2 separate regions of the Sus scrofa genome follow, and region 1 is linked to region 2. A link is a contact called in public HiChIP or PLAC-seq data. All regions are on one chromosome and are shown on one strand. The core of a region is the stretch at or near the end of the contact, and the rest is flanking DNA. Distances in the headings are between cores, read along the strand shown. Region 1 holds the start of NRP2 (neuropilin-2). Region 2 holds the start of PARD3B (partitioning defective 3 homolog B).

Region 1 (5,024 bases), core at 2,180-4,679, 1.1 Mb before region 2:
CTGGTGAGCAATGCCCACGCGGCCTCCCAGACGCCTGCCAGTACGAGTGGCCGCGCGCGGTGGCCACGACGTTATTTGCACAGTTGCTCCCAGGCTTGCACCTTTCGCCCTCCCTCCCCCTACTCCCACTCCTTCTGGGAATGGGTTTCCGTCGCCGCCTCAAGCTGGGCTCGGCCCCCTCCCGGCCGGCGCGCACCCGGTGAGTCAGAGGTCTAGCTGGGCCTCGCCCTTTGCCACCGGCTGCCAGCTCCCCCGGTGCGAGTCAACAGCTCCGACGGAAAAGCTCGAGCGGCCAGCGGCTTGCGATCGCCTTTCCGGGACTGGAGAATATCCCCCAGCTGGCGGGTCCCAGATCCGCTTCCCACCAGTAGGTCCCACCCTGGGTCCGAGGCTGCCTGAGGCCTCGTAGAAGGTGACCTGACCCGCGGTCCGCGCCTCTGGGCTTCTCTAGAAGTGACGCAGCGCGGCCCTGGGCTGGGGTGGGAGGGGGCTCTGCAGAGAGCGCGGGAGGCAGGTGGCAGAGCGGGAGTGGGTCTGAGCGGGTGTCGCGCACACACGTACACACTCCGCGCAGAGCTCAGGGACAGCTGTGCGAACATCTGGGGTAGGAGATGGCCCCTGAGTCTTCACGATCCCTCCCGTTCAGCACATCTCACAGAACCTGAAGTTATGTATGTGTGTGTGTGTGTGTGTGTGTGCGCGCGCGCGCGCGCGCGCATGTGTGTGTCTCTGTGTCTGTTTGTGTGCCGGTGTGTGAGCCAGTGTGCGCGCGCTCCCGCGCCAGGGCCTACCGGAGTCCGTGCCTGAATACATAATGTACCGTGGGCATTCTGAGCGCGCGCGCGCGCGCGCACACACACACACACACACACACACACACACAGCGGATCACACAAACATACATAATTTATGCAGCTTTCAGGTCTGTGGGAGGTAATTTAATTTCGCTTCAAGCTGGGAACTTAGAATTAAGGCCACAGGGAATGGGGAGCCACAGTAAATCTCCCCAAGTGGGACCTGCGCCCATCTCTTTGATAAGATTTGCAGCTGCCCTGAAGATCAGTTATGGCAGAGAAGAAGGAGCACCCTTGTGGATTTGGATAGCAAGGGCATTCCTGAATCTTCCTTCCCCTCAAATAAACACCTAAGATTCAAGTGGTGTGTGTTCATGTGTTGAGGAGTGAGAACTAGAGTCCCAGGCTCCCACAGGATCCACTCGCATGGCTGTGATGAAAGAGGGCTGGGGAGGCTGCAAGGGCTTAGTCCTCCCACTGCCCAGGCAGCCTTAGAAGTGCCTCCGGGTAAAAGCACTTCAGGAAGGCTTGTCTTCTCTCTTGCTCTTGTCCCTGGTGCCTCCAGGGATGGCTTTCCCATTCTCCATCACCTGTAGCAGTTTCTGAGTTTTGTCAGAAGCCAGCCACTGCTGTCAGAGGGGAGAGAGGGTGACCCTGGAGAATAGGGTAGGGAAGCAAGATTAAGCCCCACTGGAGTCCCTGGAACCAGAGAGCCCTTCTCTGAGAATGTACCCCTAGCCAGGTTTCCCTCCACAAATTCTGGCCCCAGACTGTTCTGGGCCTTGCAATGCTTATCTCTGCAGTCTGTCCACACACCCTTTTTGGCAGTGGTTGAGAACAAATTCCACTCCAAAGTTTCTAACCACTTCACAAGAGTGAGAGACCTTTGAGAGCCACACAGTTTGTTTTATCTAATAATTTTTTTAAAAGAACATATGATTTACTTCCCCAGAAAACACATGGATGCAGGAAAGAGAGCTGGACAGCCAACCACCTCGATTGCCAGCAGCACCCAGCCCCAAGCCCCTAGCTCAGCCGCTAGGCAAGTTACTCCATCAGCCTGAGCCCAACAATTCTGAGCTCACCCACACATTCCTCAAAGAATCTACAGCATTGGAAAACCCAAACTAGACTCTTGTACTTCCCAGGCCCTTCAGTTAGCATTGCTCAATGAGTGTAGCTAAGTGGAGAGAATGCAAATGATTTATATTTTGCTGGCTAGGTTGAAGAAACTCATGGGAGATGTGTTCTGCTTCAAGACGGGAAAAAAAATTCCCCAAAACTGTAATGCAAAGGCTTTGTAGTATTTTTAAACCTTTGATTCAGTCCATATGTGACATCTGAACACCGCCAAATTCTGTCTATGTTTCAAAACACACACACACACACACACTCACACTCACACACTCCTAGCAGGAGAGAAAAGTTGAGTTTTAGCCGTGGTGGTGCTGGTGGTGGTGCTGCTGCTGGTGGTGGTGTAGGGAGGGATCTCTCTCTAAATAATTCAGTATCGAGCATCCTCCTTCTATGCTATTGCGTGTGGCCCCCTGCATTAGCAGTTGCTTTTAAAGGTAAAGGCATGCTGAAATAGATTGGGGAAAAAAAAAAAAAAACCGTTCAGGGGCTTACCTGGTTGGCCTGTCACTTGGAGTCCTGAAAAGTAGAGAGCTAAGAAAATCCAGGTGAGAGGAAACATATCCATGTTGGAGAAGGAGGCTTTCTCCAGAGCTGTTTTGGTAGCTTTCTTGCACAATTAGAAGTCTTTTGTGTTTTTCTCTCTCTTGTGTTCTTCCTTGCAGTGTCCTCTGCAAAGGTTTCTACTGGTCAGTGTTTCCCTCCTGGCTCTTGGCGGCCGGTCTTCACCTTTCTTCTTGCTGGGTCCCCACCTCACCAGGAGGAAGGAGGGTCGCTCCTGAAGTCAGCAAAGAGGGAGCAAGCCAAGAAGAGAGGACGCGTTTCCTCTCCTAAAAACAAAACGCATCTATGTCCTCTCCAGTTCCTCAAAGTATCATTTCCTTTATCCTACAACATCACGAATATTTCCCGTAAGCCAAGGGTAAAACAAGACAAAAATAATAAAAATAAAAGCCAAGACTTGCCTTGGGCATCACACGGCCCCCAGGCAGCTGTGCGATCTCAGAGGCGTAAACTGACACACATCCCCCGGCACCCGGGACCGACACGCGGGCGGAGGCACCGACCGCCGGACGGCCCGAGTGGGAGGCGGCCGCCCAGTTCTTGCCCTCGTTGCGTTCCCCTAGCGGGAGCCTTCCCTAACGGCTACACCCGCTCGGCCAGCCTCACGAGGGGAGTCTGAGGAAGGAAGCTGCGGCGGCGGCGGCGGCTGCTGTTGCTGCTGCTGGTGCGGCGGCGGCTGGGATCGCCTGGGAGTGAGCGAGCCCCTCTCCGAGTTCGCTCGCGCCCGCCCTCACCTCCACCTCGCCCAGCGCCTTGCCCAGTGTCTGCGCGTCTGAGGATGTGCTGGGGGCGGGCTGCGGGCTGGTGCCTCGCTCGCGTTCTCTGCTTCCCCTCCGGCTCCCCCCTGCCTTTTCAGGCCGAGCAGCATGTGGATGTCAGAGCCGCGGCAGAGCTATCCGATTACGCGCCGGCTCAGGGCCCGCCCCTTCTGTGTTCCTGATTAAAGAGGCAGCCGCGGAGACGCGCGGCGCAGAGCCGAGAGCCGCGGCACCCAGCTCGGGCGGGGCGGCGGCGGCGGCTTCCCCCCACCCCCTCCGCGGCCGGATCAAAGTTAAGGCAGCTCCCACCCTACGGCCCCTTGGCCACCTGGCACCTCCCGCCCACCCCGGGCACCACTGTGCCTGGCTGCGCAGCGCCGCCCGTGCGTAAAGCTGCAGAGAAGGAGCGCCCCCGGGTACCGCCAGGGCGCACTGCCCTTGGCGGCTTCGCCCCCGCCCGAGGGAGACTCCGCGGGAAACGGAGGAAATTCTTTTTCTCCCCCGATTCCCTGACTCCGGTGCCACACACGTAGAATCCAACACAGTGCCACGCGCAATGGCGTTGCCAGAGGAGTTGGGTGGCGAACGGTGTTTGAAGTAGGGAGAGAGCCAGGCGGCAGCTCAGCCATGCGTTCGCACAGGCAGCAGTGCGTGGCGGCGACACATACGGTCAGCCCCGGCTGAATAAAACCCCAAACACAACCTGCGTTTTACTACTCGGTGCCTTCCTGGTGTCCCAGACATACTGCTTTCTTTTCTGGGGGAAGATTGAGTTTTCCCTGGGCTCCTAACTTGTAACCATCAAAAGAAGGGGAAAGACTTTCTTCAAAGAAAATTTGCAGGTAATTACATTGGATTCCCCCAACCCTCCAGAAAAGTCCAGGCACACGAAGGCTTCTCAAACTGCTACTGTAACTACTTCTAATCACATTTTCCCCATGGAAATGTGGTCACCACGCCGAGAGAAACAAAACAGCATTATGCCAACTATTTTTAAATGGAGGCGTGAAAACTGTTTAGAGGGAGCTGCGAGCTAACAGTTGGGAAAACACTTGTATCTTTGTTTCTGAGGATGGCTTTGTGGGTTCCAAACTGTCTTGCTTCACTAGGCACCTATTATTGCATTGTCATAAAGACTCTTACAGGAACAGTCTAAATAACACTCTGCGTATACCTTTTCTGCCACTCGGCAGATTAAGAAAAATAAAGTTTCAGTGACAAGAAACACACACATCTGACTATCCCATTTATTTCTCTGCTTGTACTTGTGGATTCTTCTGGGTGGTTTTCCTCCTTATCTGGACTTGCCATTAGCTTTGTTTATCACTTTTAGTGTTTGAAAAATCTGTAACTCCCACTTAACTGTTATTTACACTGAGATAACCAAAACAAAATTGAATCAGAAGTGATTTGCAAATAGTTGAGCCAAGCCATGGAAGGATTTTACAGTGCCGTGTAAATCCACAGGCTGCCTATCGCACTGTTAATCTTAGATGCCTGGTTTGAAAGGGCATTTAACCGAGGCCTGGAGAGTTCTTCCAGTGAGCATATCCCCTGGCTGGTCTAAAGATTACCTTCCATTTCTTTCTTTCTTTCTTTCTTTCTTTCTTTCTTTCTTTCTTTCTTTCTTTCTTTCTTTCTTTCTTTCTTTCTTTCTTTTCTCTCTCTCTCCACCCCTTTTTTTCCTCCTTCCTTCCTGGACTTGAAAGCACATCCACATTGTTAAAAAATTTCTTCTCTACTTTTTTCCTGTTTAAATGTCAATTGCGGAGTT
Region 2 (5,224 bases), core at 1,915-4,414:
GACTGAGAATAAGAACCTGGAGACAAAGTTCCTGGGTTCAAATCTCAGTTCTACCATGTACTAATCATACTTCTGTGTTTCTTTTTCCCCTGTCTGTAAAATGAGACTATTAGTACCTACTTCATGAAGTTAATTCAGTTAATACATGCAATGCACCTAGAATAGTGCATGCACCAAGTAAGCGCAATTCATGTTGGTTGTTATGTTATTTTTTTTTACTGAGTTAGGGCTTAAAAATTTGCTGTCCAGTGGAACTAGCCTTTTAATCTTTCACTGATTGAAAGAACGTAAATTTAAGACAAATTATTTTTCAAACTGAATTTTGACATTCCTGGTCTTTTCCGATCATTTTCTAAATTCGATGGATTTTATCAGAGTACTTCTTGACATTTTAGTTCCATTAGGAATACCATTTAATATTAGTTAAGCCTTGTTTTGATTACAATGCTATTTAAAATGAAACTATGAGAGAGGAATATTTTGGGAGGGAAAAATATCACTTGCCACTTATTAAATTGAGATTTTTAAAAGCCGAAGAAGAGAGGGAGGATTTATAAGTTACAGGAGACCTTTAAATGTCATATTCACTAATATATAAATGTAAACACAGAAAAATGTTATGTCTGGTAATAATAGTAAACTGATCAATACCATTACATTATGGGAATCTGTGATATTATAAATTATGCTTTCAGTCCAGAATATCAATAGCTTTTTAACATCTTTTAAAATCAAATTACAATGCATTAAATATGATAGAGTTAGTTCCCCATATGTTATTTACAAACTTATATAGCTGACTTCTATTACTTGGACAGCTCCAGGTACTAAACTTCTAAATACAGAAGGTTTTAGAAATAAATTTTTTTAATAATGATTAAAAAATAAGTTTATCATCTCAGTAAAATAACCCTTCAATGAGATCTATTTTAATAATTTGTCTAGAATAATGCTGCTACTTTTAACCTTAGCTTACTTTCAGAAGTTAGGGAAATATGATTTCAAAGACAACTTGAAACTAGTTGTGTAATTCTCAGTTTTTAACTGAATTATACAATATAAACAGCACATGCTACTGTAACAATGGAAAAAAAAACTTTTGAATGGATACTCAGTTTTATTAGCCACTTTGATATTTTTTCACTTTTTGCCTCAATTCCATTAGTAAACCATCCAGCTTTGGAGATGATATTTAATATATTAACAGGCCATTCATTATGCTCTTCTCCAACTCTTGACTGTTCAGAGCAGCTCACACATGTATTCATCCAGACAATTTTTTCCTGTATAATAACTCTTAGTGGAGGCACAGAAAGTGCAAAGATTTTCTTGGATGCCTCAACTGCATATTTAGAAGAAACAAAATTGCTTTTATGCCTTGGGTAACCTAGAAGACATTAAAAGAAATTACCTCTTCCTATCATTAAATTGCCCAACGCATTAATTCTGCAGTTCCCACAGCACGAGAACAAACATTAAGAGAACAAATGGCCTCTAAGGCAAGAGTTTATGACTTGTCCTGTTTGAGGAGGATTTGGGGCAAACAAGATGTCCCAACTAAGGATTCAGAAAATGGAAAGATGCTCTTGAATGCCTCCAGTTAAAGGTGCCATCGAAGAAGACGGAGAGGCCCAGCCTGTTAGCCAAACACCTGTGTTCCAGAGTCCAGCTAGGTCTTCTGAACATGCACTGCAGATTAAACACTCTTCCAGAGCTTCACTTAATTTTCTTTTGTTCCTGACTTCAGGAACAGAGCTGGGGAATAGTCTTGGTCCTCATTTCAAAAGTCACTCCAGACCTGACACAGTCTACACATGTCCACAGAATGTGTGATGTTAAAGTAAAACCAGCAAAGTGTAGACCGGTTGGTGTAAAGCAAACAGCATCCTTCCATCTGACATCCTGCATAATCATTATGGGAGGGCAGCCCAGGAGGCTGAAATTCCAAGGGCCCAATCAGTTACAACTTCTGAGTGTCTGTTACTTGAACCAATCAACTTTCTAGCCCAAGGAGTAGAAGCGGAGCAGGCCTCTGGGCAGGTCAAAAATCACGCCTGAGGTGAGCAGCACCTTCAACCTTTCCCTAGAGATCTGTTCACTCAAACAACTTCTAAAGCAGTCAATGCTTCACAAATTCCAGGGGCCATTCCAATCACCTGGAAGCTTGTTGAAAAGCAGATTCTGAGGCCATGAGTTTGGACTAGGGCACCAGAGGGTGCATTTCTAACGAACCCTCCAGTGATTCTGATGCTGCGGTTCTTCCCACCATCCACGGAGAAGCAAGGCCCACAGTCGCCCATAGATACTCAGGTCACTCATATTAGCAACATACAAAAGTTGAGGCCACAGGTCTCGACAAATCAAGCACCCGGGCGCTCTGCGTCCCCAGGGCTTCCCACCCTGTCCTGGGGCACCTGGCAGGTGCCAGGGCCGCGGAGCGCTCCCAGGTGACCCGCCCGTGGCCGCGCCCCTCCTCCGCCCCGCCCGCGCGCCCCCAGCGCCGCGCCCACCTTCTCCCGGGTCTTCAGGTATCGCTGCAGCGCCTGCTGCGTGAGCTCCCGGACGTGCAGCTGGCCCTCCTTGCAGGGCACCACGATGCCGGTCTTACCGAAGCACACGGTCACTTTCATCCTGGTCTGCAGGCGACCACGCCGGGCCGGCCGAACAGGTGTCTAGGCCGGCGGACACAGCCCTCACTTTCCGGGGGCGCCCTGCGAGGGCGGGCACGGAGACCCGGGCGCCTCTCCCCAGCGCCCCTAAGGGCCGGGAACTCAGAGCAGCGCCCTTTCGCCGCGGACTGGCGGCCGCCGGCGGGCGGGAATCAGGGAGAAGGCAGCAGCGGGAAGGGCTACCTCCCAGGTGGCGGGGGCTCGGGGACCCGGCGGTCCCGGGACCGGGATGCCCCTCTTGCTCTTGCTCCGGCCCGGCCCAGGCAGCTGCTCAGCGCCCGCCAAAGCGAAACTGCCGGCCCAGCCTGGCCCTCGCCCTGGCCCTGGTGGCGGCAGCGGCGGCAGCCGGGCGGCCGGCCCCAGGCCCCGGGCTAGAGTGGGCGGCGGCGGCGGCGCGCGGGGCCGGAGTTGGGAGGAAAGTTTTGCGCCGGATCCCAACTCCTCCGCGGCGCGCGGCGCTCTAGGCTCCTGCGGCCCTGGGGCCGGCCTGGGCCCGGCTCTTAAAGGGGCCGCGGCGCTCCCCGGCCCTGCCGTGCACTCAGTGGCGCGGGGCGGGGGCCGTGCGGGGCGGTAACTGGAGCCCGGAGACTCGTCCCCTCCCTCAGTCTCTCCCTGGCTCTGTCCCTCCCGCTCACACATGGAGTTCTAGGGAATTGTAACGGGACCTCAGAACTCCCCACCGGGGGATTGAAACCGGATCTCATAAAGTACACTCGAGGGAATAGCTGGGAGCTGCAGAGCTACACCCTTAAAACGAGGGGATTGGAGCAAGATTCGAGAAGAGCCGGGGAGCAGGTGCTTCTCGCCACGCCCACAAATACTCCCCAAGGCTGAAGGCTCACAGGTACTGAACTGCAGGGTTGGCCCCAAGGGCCTATTAGGAACTTGGTCCTAAGGACAGCTTCTCGCCTGCTCTCTGAAGCCCTGAGACAGAAAAACTGAAGGGATTCTTGGAGACAACGTGGGATTGGAACCGTTAAGGATGAGAACGCTCAGTATTCCCCCAAAGGTTACATTCAGACCCAGATATGACTGCATGTGTTCACATATATCCTTCTGAAATGTGCTTCCTGTTGTTTGTTTAACTAGAAAAAAAAATTAACACGTTTAGGTTCATGATTTCGGCAGGTGTGTATCCATCATCAAATGAAATTGGCATATCTTGGGGGGGGTGTCAAAAATAGCATTTGTACCATTCTTAGCTCACACATCAGTGAGCTTCTTTGAGCCTAATAACAAGTTTGTAAAGTAGGAATTACATTTCTCATATTATCGTGAAAGAACAGTACCCAGGGAAGTTAAGGGAATGAACTGACCATGGAATTAGTTATGCTAAGAGGAACTTCATTCTTCCAAACCTCTCCCACACCGTTTTCTTACAAGTTCCTCTAGGCTACATCATGCATTTCTCTAAATTAAAAAAAAAAAAAAAAATTTCCTATGTCAAGATGCACTTAAATTGAACTTGACGTGCCTATGACAGTAAAACAAAGCACAGGAGATTAAATTAACAAACTCATGGGTTTTGAGAGGTTATATTTGTTAATTCATACATGTCATATATATATATAATATGGTATGTACAGGGCCTTTTATCAGGTCAATGGCATCAAAGAGGATCATGCAGACTAAGTTGATTTGAGGAAGACATATATTAGTATTATTCTGGTCACTAATCCAATGCAAACTAACTTAAATAAACTGAAGACAGGATCTATTTTCTTATAAAATCAGAAGAGCCAAAGAGTGTTCCTTTAAGGCAGATTGAATCCAGAAACCCAAACAATGTCCTTAGAGGCTATTTCTTTCCATCTCTTGGCTCTGTGTCCCTCTGTTGCCACCATTCTCAGGCTCTCCCCAAAGGGGGCAAAGATGGCCACCCCCACTGTTTCAGGTTTACATAGCCTTAAAGCCAGCCATCTAAAGCATCTCTGAGCCTTTTGCTGGCGAGGACTTGCATATCCAAGCTTAAGTCACATAAGCCCCCTCTGGCGAAATGAATACAACTGTGGCTGGCCAGTCCTGGTTCACCTGCCGCTAAATCATAAGGACTGAGACCAGAGAAAGAGCAAACCCCAGCTGAGGAAAGGGGAAAAAGAAAAACCCATTTAGCTCAAAATATAAGATTGCTTCCCACCCTCAAGGGTCTTAAAGATAGTAGGGGAGATAAGGCCTACAGATGTGAGAGGTTCAAAAGAAACTATGAAACAGCAATAAATTTGATAATTTTGCTGAACATGATTAATTTAGATGCATGCAAAGTACTGTTCTGGTTGAAGATAGGTAGATAGATAGACATTACATATGTATGTATATACACATATATAAGTATGCATCTTCTGTATCTAGATTTTATTTTTCTTTGCAATAGCATTATGAGATACTTTTGTTATCTTCCGTTTAGAGATGAAGGAAGGACCATTAAAATGGCATTCTTAGAAATCGCCAAGGCTGGATTAGAAGCCAGGGAGTCTGACTCCATGTCTTCAGAGTAATGGCTATGCTGATCTTACATGGAAAGTACCAAATGAGTAGAGCAAACAAATGCTAATGCA

Evidence for each region. HiChIP or PLAC-seq counts read pairs in DNA pulled down with a chosen protein or histone mark.
Region 1: a contact with region 2 is called in an H3K27ac HiChIP or PLAC-seq map of skeletal muscle, with 6 times the contacts expected there. The contact joins the promoter of NRP2 here to the promoter of PARD3B in region 2. A contact is called at or near these places in 1 of 5 promoter capture datasets (liver), 2 of 47 Hi-C or Micro-C datasets (embryonic fibroblasts and heart right ventricle) and 1 of 2 datasets of contacts at active chromatin or transcription factors (skeletal muscle).

Annotation. Positions count from the first base shown.
Region 1 is chr15:108,973,108-108,978,131 of Sscrofa11.1, reverse strand. It overlaps NRP2 (neuropilin-2), which reads right to left and starts at 3,429. Exons shown (of 17, transcript XM_021076240.1): 1 at 2,424-3,429. The coding sequence starts at 2,496.
Region 2 is chr15:107,880,437-107,885,660 of Sscrofa11.1, reverse strand. It overlaps PARD3B (partitioning defective 3 homolog B), which reads right to left and starts at 3,164. Exons shown (of 23, transcript XM_021075045.1): 1 at 2,511-3,164. The coding sequence starts at 2,630.